Linked DNA regions of Anser cygnoides: region 2 is linked to region 1. The links are chromatin contacts, called in public Hi-C maps. All regions are on one chromosome and are shown on one strand. Each heading gives the region's core, a stretch centred on a gene start, on an enhancer-like site or on the middle of the called end of the contact. The rest is flanking DNA. Distances are from core to core; before and after follow the strand shown.

The links. A called contact is a pair of places that touch in the nucleus more often than the background predicts.
Region 2: a Hi-C map of liver shows a contact between it and region 1, with 4 times the contacts expected there. The contact joins the promoter of FOXF1 here to the enhancer-like site in region 1. A contact is called at or near these places in 4 of 7 Hi-C or Micro-C datasets (fetal liver, granulosa cells and liver).

Annotation. Positions count from the first base shown.
Region 1 is chr12:2,917,292-2,920,823 of Taihu_goose_T2T_genome, forward strand. No RefSeq gene overlaps it. Among named protein-coding and RNA genes, the nearest start is that of IRF8, 65 kb to the left of the region's middle. Within about 2 kb of position 2,235, at least 1 of the 3 cell types and tissues checked has open chromatin away from gene starts, as enhancers often do. A contact at or near this core is called in liver, where this site is marked.
Region 2 is chr12:3,079,438-3,083,279 of Taihu_goose_T2T_genome, forward strand. It overlaps FOXF1 (forkhead box F1), which reads left to right and starts at 2,233. Exons shown (of 2, transcript XM_048075143.2): 1 at 2,233-3,387. The coding sequence starts at 2,325.

The DNA.
Region 1 (3,532 bases), core at 985-3,484:
GGCTCGTTTTATTGTTTAATCCTGGAAAGCTTCTTGCCTGCCTGCTTTAAGTGTAGCTCTGCCTGTTTGTTTCCAGAATTAATTGCTGATCTTATTGATCGCAAGCAGGACAGCTGAGATTGCAAGCTGTTTTCCTGCTTGACTGTTAAGTGTCGTCTTTGCAAGGGAAAGGCGAACTGAAGTGCTGAATCTGTAGGCTTGATTTATGGATATTAACATTTTTATAGCAATTTTTTATCACTTTCATTCCTCTCTCCTTCTCCTTTAGGTTTTGGCTGAGCTAGGATGGGTGGGGTGGGGAGGAACGGGGAGAGAGCCTCAAACCACCCCGGTGGTGCTCAGGACGTGGGGCTGCTGGAAGCACTGATGGGGGGCTGCAATCTCATTGCCCAAGGTAAGGATTTTCTGAGGAGGAAGAGCAGGGCAGCATGAAGGTCCTCAAGCATGGAAAGCTGTCACCCAGGACCCTCCGGCTCAATAAAGACCGTGTTTTTTTCAACCCGACGTTTGGAAAGCTTTGCATGTGCTCCCTTTTAAAGGCTGTCAGCAGCTTATCTCCTGCCTGCCAACCTGCCGGGCGGGGATGGACTGACAGCCCCATGCACAGATGTCTCCTGTCCAGCATTATCTGCACGCCAGGTACAGCAGAGATGGCCAAAATGCAGCCCTTCCTCTGCCTGCCCTCCCCGCGACCTGCAGGGACCCCCCCCCCCGATGCTCCAGCCCCCCCGAAACCCACCGAGCATCCCTCCCTGCAGCCACCTGCGTGCTCGTCCAGGCTTCTGCCAAACACATTTCTCTCTAAAAGCCCAGATTAGCCTAAAATTCTGCTGGAGATAAAGCCGGGCCTGTTATCGGGGGCCGCATCCATCCCCCACACACTGCCGGCGCTCTGCAGGCTCCTGGTTCCCGCGGGGAGCAGGGCTGCTCACCCAAATCCATCACCGGGGGGCTTTGGGGAAGGGGAGCCATAAATTCTGCTGAGGCGAGGGGTGGGTGACACCCGAATTCTTCTCTCCCATCCATCAGCCTGCTCCCCCGGGCAGCCCCTTTCTTTCTTGGCGGATTCCTGGTCTTTCTGAGCATCAGTTAGTTTTTTTTTTTTTTGGTTTTGTTCTCTTTTCTCCCATGCTAAGGCTCCCTGCGATGCTGAGGTTTGACACCCGAGGTGGTTCTGAGTGAGGTGTTACGGGGCAGGAACCAGGCTCCCAGGGCTGTGGTTTTCCTTAGGAATACTTACAAGCAGGCGTTAATTCATGAAGCCTTGGGGAAAGTCAAGTGCAAGGCACGTGAGGGAGCTTGCCCGCAGCTGGGCTGCAAACCCTCCTGGTGCAGCAGGCAGTGACGTTTCTGGCTTGGAAAAGCCAAATTCGCTTCAAGCTGGCAGGAAAAGAAGCAGATTTAAAACAGAGGCTGTTACTTTGCCTTCCAGCCCAGCAAACCCTGGTCTGTGGCAGTGTGGGATGGAGCCAGATAAGATCCATGCCCGCTGTGGTTCAGGAGAGGGTTTTGAGACACAGGGATACTTCTGGAGACAAGCTGTTTTAAGAGCCTCAGGGGACAGGAGAGAGCAGGAGAAGCTGGAGCCCCTAAATCTGCTTCAGTGCCCATGGTTGGGATCTGAGGGTCTCCTCCTCCTCCCCGCTGTCACCACAGGTAGGAATTGTCCCAGTGAGGAACCTGCTGGTGGCGACGTCCCCATGTCCCCCCCCGTCCCCAAATCGCAGCGCCTGGGGCTGGGTTAGGCACCGTGCATCACACGGGTGCTCTCGCCTAGCTGCTAACGTGACCCGCAGATTCTGCCCCTTTATCAATAAACAACAGCAGGCAATATTAAACCCAGCTGAGCCGTGTCACGGGGGTTATCAGGGGACAGACAGTAGTTCCTTCAGCCAGAACAGCAAAGGTCTTTGGGTTAAAAGCCAAGGGTCAGCTCCGCCACTGCCTCATGTGGCATGGATTAAATCAAAAATTATCTTGAGTGGCATTGCTGCAAACTAGCTGGGGCATTAATCTGGAACCTCGGCTGCTCGGGGCATAAATCACCCGGCCTGGGTGTCGGGTGGGCTTGTGGAGGGGCTGCCGTGCCCGTCCCGCATGCAGCATGAAGCAACGCTCCCCCCTCGTCGTAAATCCGTCCCAGAAAATTGAGCTGAGCTTCACGCCTTGGGAGAAATGCTGGGTTTTTGGGGCACCGCTGGCTGCAGCTGGGAGCAAGGTGCTGCCCTGCGGTGCTTGGGGAGCCCAGAAAGCTCTCACCGAGCTCCAGGAAAAGCAACGTCAGCCTCTGCCACCCCCAGCGAGATTTCTGAGCGCTCTCAAATTCACAGCTCTCCCCCTTTAGTAGATAAATTCATCACAGTAGAGACAACCCTGCGTTTTATTTATCCTATTTCTCCAAATTCGATAAGTTTCGCTTAAAGATCATGCACAAGAGGGAATTCCTCAGGGCGCTTTTGACCCTCTAAACTTTCCCTCGCTCAGAGCTCCCGTTTTAACTGGTGAAATTACGTCTGGGGTTGTATTTTATTTGTTTATCTCCGGGCTAAGTTACTGGCACCGAGGGAGCCAGCTGAAGCAAAATCCATCAGATCTCAAAGACTTTTGCTCCGTGCCTCCAAGAAGCAAGCCAGTTTTCACTTTGTTTTCAGCTAACTACGACGAGCAGGGATGAAAAACTGTAAGCGTGCCCGGTGGGATGCAACTCTTCCATGCTATTCCCAAAGAGCTCCAGCTGGGGGCAGCAGCAATTTTTTTTTCCTGCCAAAAAGTAAAACTCAGATAAAAGCGCCAGCCCCCCTCAAAAAAAAAAAAAAAAATCCCTAGAAATGATATTTATCAGCAATTTTCTGGAAAGCTCAGGTGTGTTTCTTGAAAATGAGATAAAAAGTAATTATTGGTTCCTAAAAAGGAGGGAGGGAAGAAGGGGTGTAGAAAAAAACCACCGTATTTGAAATAAAAGCAAGGAGACCTGATAAAAGAGTGCCTTGGGATGGAGGTGTTGGTGGAGACGGGGTGTGCTGAAAGGGCACTTGAAGCTCCCTCGGAGCTATCAGGTGCTGTGGGGGTGTAATGACCCCCAGGGGAACCAGCTTTCGGCGGCTGCTCACGCCGCCCTGATGCTCCCTGCCTTGCAATACCCCCCTAACCCTGCTGTGGGTAGAATAAGACCTGGTTTTGGTTGGAAAACTGAGACGATGGGAAATGTGAGCCCACGCTGATGGGCTCATGAGCTCCGTGGGGCATTTCCCACCAACTCCTGCTCTGGCTGCCCTGAGCCCCGGTGGCCCCAGGCCATGTGTTATGCTTACCAGGTGGATATCCTCGAAGATTTGGGGTTTTTCTTTCGTTTTCTTTTGATGCTGGTTGACAGTGGCACTGAACTGCTGGCACCGAGCACTGAAACCAACGGCTGTGCCTACCTCTGCACTTTTGCTGAGTGCGGCTTTAGGTTGAGTGAAGGCTATGCAGAGAAGGCTATGCCTTTATTTTGGTGAATCCCTGAGCAAATAGCTATGAGTTCTGTAATTAA
Region 2 (3,842 bases), core at 983-3,482, 160 kb after region 1:
GCGAAAAGCTCCAGCAATAGCAGCCCCCCCTTGCCCCCCAACACGGGCATCTCTTGTCCCCCCCCCCCCCCCCGTCCCCCCCAGGCTCGGGGTTTGCCCCGCACGGCGCTGAGGACTCGCCCTGCCCGTCTCCATCCCCAGAGCTCCTCGTTTGCCCCGGGAACAGGAGGATTTATTTGGCGGAGAGGGGGCAGACGATGAGAAGGGGAAGGAGAGAGGGTTTTTTTTTTTTTTTTTAAGGAAAAAAAAAAAAAGCCCCTGATGTTAAATCCCTCTTGATTGTATCACAGATGTGACAGGCGCCCTGGAGGCTGCTAACAACTGCCCGCGAATAACGCGAAGGGAGTTTGGAAACCCGATCGGTATCTATCTTTCCTTTAAAAGGTATTAAATTATCATAAAAAAAAAAAAAAACACGTTAAAAGCGAATCTGGAGGACGGGGGTTTTGGGGGATCCCCTCTCTCACTGCGCAGGCTGTAGCGGGGCAGACCCACAGCCCTGCGGTGCGGCCTGCAAGGGGGGGGGGGGCAGTTTTTTCTTTTTTCTTTTTTCTTTTTTTTTTTTTCCTTCCTTTCTCTCTTCCTTTCCCCAATCTTGAGAGCGAGAACGCCGCAGCAGCCAGCACATCTGCTCCGCTCCTAGCCAGCAGCCGGCAAAGCCCGGATTCCTGCAGCCGTGCCCCCCACCCGCCCGGCACCCCCCCGGAGCGCAGATTTCCACGAGCAAGAAGGTGACAAAGCTTTAAAGGGACTTACCTTGATGAGCGAGTGACAGCTCTCCCGATGGGAAGATGCTCACAGGAGCTTTTTTTTTTTTTTTTGGAAGGGGTAGGAGGAGAAAAGGGGGGCTGAGGACTATTCCTTCCCATTCTCCTTCCCCTCCACCCCCCCCCCCCCACCCCTCGCATGTGTGTGTGTGCCTGTGGCATCCGACGGAGCTGAGCATCAGGCTCCTGGCATTCAACAGCAAACGTTCAGCACAGATTTATACACAACATCCCCCCCCCCCCCCAAAAAAAAAAAAAAAAAAAAAAAAGAGAGAAAAACAACCCCAAACAACCCAACCCTAAAGAAACCTCGGAGAGGGCGAGGGGGCCGAAGCCCTTTCCCATCCCGGGACCGGCGGCGGAGGCAGGGAAGGGCATTTCGCGCGGCAGCGGGGACTTTTCGCCGATTTCTTTTTATTAAAGCACCCCCGAGCCCGTGTTTACATTGCGCAGTATAAACATCCTGCCCGGGCCCGCCGAGCTTAAAAGAGCGCACGAAGAGGGGGTTTAAAGTGGGTGAAGCTCCGCGCTGCGCCGAGCCCCCGGGGAGCGGCCGCCGCTTCCCTGCGCGCCCCGCGGAAGTTGCGCGCTGCCCCCGCGGGCCCGGCCTGCCGCGTCCCGGCCCCTTTCCCCGCGACACGCGTGGGGCCCTTCCCACTCCCCCCCGTGGTTTCCAGCAGAGGAGGCTCTTGGTGGTGGTGGTGGGGGGTGATGGTGACGGTGGGAATTTGGGGGGGGGGGGTGGAAATGGGGCAGGGCGGGGGGGGCTGCAAAGGGGGACCCCCCACGCACGGCCGCGGTCACGCGTGGCAAAGCCCCCCCCCCCCCGCTGTGCAGGCGGGGATGCGGCAGGGGCGGCGCGGAAAGGGCTCTTTAAAAGCTGCCCCCCGGCGGGGAGCGGGCGGCGGAGGGGGGCCGGGACAGGGCCGAGGGGGCCGCCCGGGAGGGCGTGGGGGAGCCGCTCGGGGCGGGGAGATGCTGGGGCGCTCTTACGTCTGTCAAGGAGCGGCAGACGGCCGCGGCGAGAGATAAAAAGTAAAAGGCGAGCGGCGGGGCCGGGGGCAGACTCGGCAGGCACGGCGATGGGAAGCAGCTCCCCGAGGCACCGGCCCAGCTAAACGGGGGGGGGGGGGCCCGGCGGGACGCGGACGGCGGCGGTGGCAGCCCGGGGGGCAGCGGAGGGGGCGGCTTCTCCCTCCGAGCACCGAGCCCGGCTTCTTTCTCCCCCCCCCCCCCCCCCCCCGCCCCGGCTGCCTCCCCCCCAGCCCTCCGCCTCTCGCTCGCCGGGCTCGGATTTAGGGATAAAGTGGGAGGAGGAGGGAAAAGGGGGGGGGGGGGGGGTCGCTGCCATTTGTTTAGCCGCCGAGGGGTGAAGTCTCCCGGTGGAAACAAACCCCGCCGGGAGGAGGAGGAGGAGGAGGAGGAGGAAGGGGGGCACAGGGAAGGGGGGGGGGGGGGCCGTCGCGGCGAGCCCCCAGCAGCGTGGCCTTTTGGGGGGGTGCGCGGGGGGGGGTGGCGGAGGAGGGCCGGGGCTGGCCGCCGCGGACCTGGCCGTAGATGACTGCAGAAGCGCAGCAGGCTCTGTCCTCTCAGCCCCCTCCTCCTCCGGCGCACAGCAGCTACGGCCCCATGTCCTCCGTGGCCGAGAAGCAGCCGCAGAGCTCGGCCATGGACGCCGCCCCCGGGGCCCCCCCCGGGCCGGCCGGCAGCGCTGCGGGCAGCGGCGGAGCGGCGGGCGGCGGCGGCGGCCCTAAAGCGAAGAAAACGAACGCGGGGATCCGGCGGCCGGAGAAGCCGCCCTATTCCTACATCGCCCTCATCGTCATGGCCATCCAGAGCTCGCCCTCCAAGCGGCTGACCCTGAGCGAGATCTACCAGTTCTTGCAGAGCCGCTTCCCTTTCTTCCGCGGCTCCTACCAGGGCTGGAAAAACTCGGTGCGCCACAACCTCTCGCTCAACGAGTGCTTCATCAAGCTGCCCAAAGGGCTGGGCCGCCCGGGCAAGGGCCACTACTGGACCATCGACCCCGCCAGCGAGTTCATGTTCGAGGAGGGCTCGTTCCGCCGCCGGCCCCGAGGCTTCAGGAGGAAATGCCAGGCGCTGAAACCCATGTACAGCATGATGAACGGGCTCAGCTTCAACCACCTCCCCGACAGCTACAGCTTCCAGGGCTCGGCCGGAGGGCTCTCGTGCCCCCCCAACAGCCTCTCCCTCGAGGGGGGCTTGGGCATGATGAACGGCCACTTGGCCGGCAACGTGGACGGGATGGGGCTGGCCGGCCACTCAGTGCCCCACCTGCCCGCTAACGGCGGGCACTCCTACATGGGCGGCTGCACCGGCTCCTCGGCGGGGGAATACCCGCACCACGACGGCTCCGTGCCCGCCTCCCCGCTGCTCGCCGGCGGCGGCGTGATGGAGCCGCACTCGGTCTACTCCAGCTCGGCCTCGGCTTGGGCTCCCTCCGCTTCGGCCGCCTTGAACACGGGAGCTTCCTACATCAAGCAGCAGCCGCTGTCGCCCTGCAACCCCACGGCCAACCCGCTCTCCTCCAGCCTTTCCACGCACTCCCTCGACCAGTCCTACCTGCACCAGAACAGCCACAACACCGCCGAGCTGCAAGGTGAGGCGCGGACACGCGTGGGGAGAGCCCCGAGCCCGCCGCGACGGCTCGGCCGGGGGCTGCCGGCGGAGCTGGGGGAGGGAAGGGGGTCGGGGACCGTTTTTAGGCATCCCCCCGCCGCGGGAGAGGCCGCCGTGCCCTCGCTCCTCGCCTCCTTTCCCGGGGGAACCGGCCGGCTCCACGGTGATGCTGCCCGGGCGGTTCGTGCCGTCGGGGTTCGCCCCGTCGCTGCTGCGGGGCCGGGAGCCGCCGAGCCCCGGGCTCCGCTCCCCCGGGGGCTGCCCCGGGCCTAGGACTGGTGGGCTCGGGCAGGAGCGGGGCTGCGGGAAGGTGAGGCCCGGGATGGGTGCCGGGGGTGCCGGGGCTCGGAGCGAATAGGTAGGAGAGGGCAGAGCGGTGGGGACGGGGCAGGGAAGGGGCGAGGGGGGAGGACGAAGGGGTGCCGGCAGCCCCAC